Regions from separate parts of the Mus musculus genome. Here region 1 is linked to region 2. The links are chromatin contacts, called in public promoter capture Hi-C maps. All regions are on one chromosome and are shown on one strand. The core of a region is the stretch at or near the end of the contact, and the rest is flanking DNA. Distances in the headings are between cores, read along the strand shown. Region 1 holds the start of Crcp (calcitonin gene-related peptide-receptor component protein). Region 2 holds the start of Nupr1l (nuclear protein transcriptional regulator 1 like).

The links. Capture Hi-C pulls out chosen DNA fragments and counts their contacts.
Region 1: a promoter capture Hi-C map of adipose tissue shows a contact between it and region 2. The contact joins the promoter of Crcp here to the promoter of Nupr1l in region 2. A contact is called at or near these places in 23 of 39 promoter capture datasets (the 3T3-L1 cell line, 3T3-L1-derived adipocytes, the C10 cell line and 16 more), 2 of 15 datasets of contacts at CTCF or cohesin (embryonic stem cells and pro-B cells), 29 of 484 Hi-C or Micro-C datasets (the AtT-20 cell line, the C10 cell line, the G1E-ER4 cell line and 17 more), 11 of 115 datasets of contacts at active chromatin or transcription factors (the 230-238 cell line, the HPC-7 cell line, the SCID.adh cell line and 5 more) and 4 of 9 other capture datasets (adipose tissue, liver, macrophages and 1 more).

Annotation. Positions count from the first base shown.
Region 1 is chr5:130,027,938-130,030,637 of GRCm38.p6, forward strand. It overlaps Crcp (calcitonin gene-related peptide-receptor component protein), which reads left to right and starts at 1,369. Exons shown (of 6, transcript NM_007761.2): 1 at 1,369-1,470. The coding sequence starts at 1,463. It overlaps Gm40334 (a long non-coding RNA gene), which reads right to left and starts at 171. Exons shown (of 3, transcript XR_868562.1): 1 at 1-171.
Region 2 is chr5:129,907,189-129,909,888 of GRCm38.p6, forward strand. Nupr1l (nuclear protein transcriptional regulator 1 like) reads left to right here and starts at 1,352. Exons shown (of 3, transcript NM_026916.3): 1 at 1,352-1,733. The coding sequence starts at 1,404. The coding sequence ends at 1,712. It also overlaps a transcript of Zbed5 not described here.

The DNA.
Region 1 (2,700 bases), core at 119-2,618, 120 kb after region 2:
CTGGGCTGTCAGCTAGCTTGGAGAGTGTGTATTATTCACATCTGAATCACCAGCACCCAGTGGGCAATCACGGTAAGACTGTTGAGCGAGTAACACCATGAACACCATTGTGGGACCCATTCTCCTCAAGACAGGTACAGGGCACCATTCAGTCTTACGTTATGATGACATTTTATTTACTTGATAATTTTTTAATTTAATTTTTTCTTATTTTCAAATACCATCATTCTTGGATGTACCTGTTGAACACACACACACACACACACACACACACACATGTGTTGGTTTTTATGAGACAGAGTTTTCTTTTCTTTTTGTTTTTTTGAGACAGGGTTTCTCTGTGTAGCCCTGGCTGTCCTGGAACTCACTCTGTAGACCAGGCTGCCTTGAACTAAGAACTCAGAAATCTGTCTGTCTCTGCCTCCAAAGTGCTGGGATTAAAGGCATGTGCCACCATACCAGCCAGACACCCTCTATTTCTAATACATTATCCCCTGCAAACCATTTTAACACTCACACCAATCTCAGCACTGGGAGGCAGAGGCAGGCAGATCTCTGAGTCTGAAAGGCTACTTAATGAAAATCTGTCTCTCCCCCCCAACTCCCAATTTTTAACGGTTGTATGGGAAACGGGATCTCTACATAGCCTACGTTGACTAGAATTCACCATGTTGCCCAAGCTGTCCTCAAACTCAAGGCATTCCACCTGCCTCAGCTTCCTACGTGCTTAAACCATTCCCCCAGTTCTATTTCTGTCTGTTGAGACTGGGTTTCTCTTTTCTCTGCCTCCTTCTTTCCCCCTTGTTGGAATTAGAGGCTTGTGCTACCTTGCCTGGCTTATGTTTTTTGTTTTGTTTCATTTTGTTTGGTTTTTTTTTTTTTTTTTTTTTTGGTTTTGTTTTCTGTTTTTTTGAGACAGGGTTTCTCTATGTAGCCCTGGTTGTCCTGGAACTCACTTTGTAGACCAGGCTGGCCTCGAACTCAGAAATCCGCCTGCCTCTGCCTCCCAAGTGCTGGGATTAAAGGCGTGCGCCACCACTGGCCGGCATGTGTTTTTTGTTTTTAACAAAAACAAAAACACAAAGTCTCAAATAGCCCCCATGGCTTGAAAGTCATTATGTAGCTCAGGCTGGCCAGAAACTCCTAACACTTCTCCTGCCTCAGCCTCTCTACTGCTGGGTTTACAGGTATGAGCCAGTATGACCGGTTTAGGGATTTTAATGCGGCCAAGGCAAATCCTAACAAAACCTGCACTACGAAAACGCTCGACAGTCTGAAATTAGACCAGGATAGGGACACCTAGAATTAAGGAAGAACCGGGCGTGCCCCGCAGCGATCCCGGCATGCACCCCGGCGGTCCCAGCGTGCCTTGCGGCACACACACGGAACCGGTGAGCAGAGCAGCGCCGGCGCAACGTGAGACTCTTCTCACGGCGGTTGCGTACGCTGAGGCAGAGGCAACATGGAAGTGTAAGCGACACGACCAGGGGAAGCCAGGATCATCTGGGGACCGCGAAGCGGCCGGCGGCTAGACCTCGGGACCCGCGAGCAGGACGGGTGGGCGGGGTGCACGGGCCGGAAGTGCCTGGAAGTGGGGCGGCAGGGGAGGGACCCTGCTGCTTGGGAACTCGCTCGCCTCCCACATCTTTTGGGGAGGGGAATGTTGAAAGGATAGAGAGGTTTCCTTTTTTTCTTTCTTTTGGTTCTGGGAATGGATCCCAAGACCGTGCACGCGGTCTGGAAGTAGTGCGACCCAGAGATAACGTCCCAGTCATTATCATTACTATCTTGGGATGTGGACTTTGCATACGCTAGGGAAACACTCTACTACTGACTGAGTCATATTCCCAGCCAGCATCATCACCATCATCGTTTTGTGATGGTGGAAATGGTACCCAGGACTTTGCTGGGCAAAGGCTTTGCCACCGACCTGCATCGCCAGCCATTATCGCTATTGTTATTTTGGAAATTTGAGGAAGGTACCCAGGGTTGTGATCGTACTGGGTGTGCTAGTTTTCTTTCGGTTGCTGTGACAAACACCATGACCAAAGCAATTTAGGAATAGAAAGGTTTTTATTACATCTTACACTTCCAGGACACAGTCCATCATTGAGGGAAGTCAGGGCAGGAACTCGAGGCAGGAAACCGAAGCTTCAGAAACAGTTCAAGAACTCTGATGGCTGGTTTACTCTCTGGCATTTTCTAATTTTTGTTTGTTTGTTTGTTTGTTTGTTTTTTTGAGACAGGGTTTCTCTGTGTAGCCCTGGCTGTCCTGGAACTCACTTTGTAAACCAGGTTGGCCTCAAACTCAGAAATTCGTCTGCCTCTGCCTCCCAAGTGCTGGGATTAAAAGCCTGTGCCACCACCAGTTGGCCAGGTTGTACCCTCCTGCATCATTTAATAATCAAGACGATCCCTCATGGACATGCCCATAGACCAGCCTGATAAAAGGCAGTTTGTCATTGAAGCTTCGTCTCCTTTTGATGATTCCAAGCTGTTTCAAGTTGACAGTTAAGACCAACCAGAAAACCAGGCCAAGTTTCCCCCCCACTCCCTCCAGACAAGGTTTTTCGGTAGAGCTCTGGCTGTCCTGGACCACGCTTTTTAGACCAGGCTGGCCTTGAACTCAGATATCCATCTGCCTCTGCCTCCTGAGTGCTGGGACTAAAGGTGTGCGCCACTACCGCCTGGCAACTAGGC
Region 2 (2,700 bases), core at 102-2,601:
GGCAGGGGAGTTCGACCCCAGAGGTGACAGTAGGGGGCTTTTAACAGCTAGCTGAGGAATTGGGAGGAGTTGGGAGGAGTTCTTCTCTTCCGGGTGTCCTTGGTGACAAGACAGGAGTGGGGAGTGAGTTCTTTCTGAATTTTTATCTCTGTGTCCTCGGCACAGGAAGGCCGGCATCTCTGGTTGTACAGTATAGAAACAAAAAAGCCTTTTGCTGGCTATAGAGAACAAAGAGCTTCTTTCTAGCTGTATTTTTAAAGATCAGGGAAAACAAGCTTGGGGAAATGTTTTAGGGGTTTACCTTTCAGGGAGAAATGCTTTAAGCCAGGGTCTCACAACATCCATGTGCACACACATTACTTTTACATTTACATGCATTTATTTGTGTGAATGAGTGTTTTGCCTGCTTGTATGTATGCCCCAGGAAGCCAGAAAAGGGCTTCAGGTCCCCTGGGACTGGAGATGTAGACAGTTTTGAGCTACCATGTGAGTGTTGGGAGTAGAACCCAGATCCTCTGCAAGATCATAACCACTAAACCCTCTCCAGCCCCTTGGCTCTAACATGCTACTTGTGATGTTTAGTAAGTCTGTCTTCTTAACTTATGAAGCATGCCTTTGTGTAGATTTGTTGAGGGAATTTCCAGAGATTATAGATTGGAGAGAGACAACCCACCTTGAATGTAGCTGCATCATCAGTAGGCTGGGAACTTGAATAAAAATGGAGGGGGGGGGGTACCAAAAAAAAAAAAAAAAAAAAAACACAAGCAAGATGCTAGAATTCCCCTTTCTTTGCTTCCTAATGGACGAATGCAGATTGAATAAGTAGCCTCAAGATCCTGCCCACCGTGTCTTAGCTGATTGTATTCTCAAACGATGAGCCAAAAAAATAACCTTCCCTAAACAGATTATTGCCAAACATTTGGTTATAACAATGAAATAGTAATGTCGTGAAGAGAATTTTCTTGTCACAAGAACAAAGTTAAAGCAATTCAGCAAGCCAGTTTTCTTTTTGCACAAATGAACCCAAACTAGGCTAGCAAATTCATTTGGCCAGAGCTCCTCGTCTTTTATCGCAGTGTTAGGATTATAGGTGTGTGCACAACCACACCTGACTTATACAGTGATGGGGATGGAACCCAGGCCTTTGTGCATGCTAGCACTCTACTGAGTCACATTCCCCAATTCCGTCCCTTCAGGTTTTAACCAGCGAAACCAGGTTTATTATACTTATTTACAATTCGGACCCCGCGAAGAAACACAATTCCGCATCTGGAACAAAGAAGCATGGAAGCCACGCCCCCTGTGAGGTCACAGAGCGCTCCCTACAGCGGAGCCAATAGGAGCACTGGGTGGGGCATTCCGGCGGAGTGACCAGCGGCGGCGGCGGGCGGAGCGCATCGGCGATGGACCCTCCAACTCGTCCTTCTGTCTCCGGCCCAAGGACTCGAGCCCGCCCGCCGCCGCCGGAGGCGCTGCCCACCGTCGGCTTCGAAGAGGAGGTGTACGACTGCCTGGATTACTACTACCTGCGTGACTTCCCGGCCTCTGGGGCTGGACGCAGCAAGGGCCGGACGCGGCGCGAGCAGCAGCTACGCACCAACTACCCGGTGCCCGGCGGCCACGAGCGCAAGGTGGCGCAGATACTGCTCAACGGGCAGCGCAAGCGGCGCCAGCGCCAGCTGCAACCGCGGCCGCGCACACGCCTGGCCTGAGCACACGCCACGCTTGAGCGGGTATGGGCAGGCGGAGCCCATTGGTGTTGGGTAGGGAGTAGAATGTATATCTCAGGTCGGCCTCGAACTCAGTGTGTAGCAGAGGATTACCTTGGACTCCAGATTGTCCTGCATCCAGCTTCCATGGATGGGCTGGGATGCTAAGACATGAGCCACAATGTCCAATTCTTTTTTTACTCTCTTCTCTTTTCCTTTCCTTTTCTTCTCATTTCTGACACTGTCTCCTAAACTGACCTCGAACTCATCACCCCTCCAGCGTTTACCTTAAAATGCTAAAGTTTCAAGCATGGGCCATGATTCCCTGCTGTGTGGTTTTGTTTTATTGATGATGCCCGTAGCCCAGGATTCCATGGTGTGTAGCAAGCCTCAGCTTCTCTAGTCCTGAGATGACAGGTCTGGCCACCATATTCACCTGTCATCTGCTTCTGAGACTTCCCAGCGTTAATCATAACTGTGCTGGCTCCCGATCCCCGACCCAGGGGTTTCCCGGCTGCTGGTGAAAGTCTCCACCGTTTGGAAGTTTGCAATTGTGTGAGAAAAGTCTACATTGGAAATATAGGGAAATGTCCGAGGAAATCCATCTTGGCAGGGTGGCTCACACCTGTAATCCATCTCCAGCCTCTGTGCTCAGGAGACCGCTGGAATTGGAGGCCAACCAGGAACACTCTTTGAGGCACTGTCCCAAAACAAAACTGCCCCTCCTCCTTGTTTGCTTCCAATTGCTGTAATAAACACCGTGAACTTTTGCTTGCAACTTGGGCAGGAAAGGGGTTGTTTCACCTTAAAGCTTACAGCCCTTCCTGAAGTCAGGGCAGGAACCCAGAGGCAGGAACCGGAAGCACAGTTCCCAGAGGTTCATGTTCAGTTACCTTTCTTGTACCTCCCAGGACTATCAGCCCCGGGTGATACCGCCCACAGTGAGCTGAGCGTTGAGAAAAATCCCCGCACTGACTTGTCTCTGACCAGT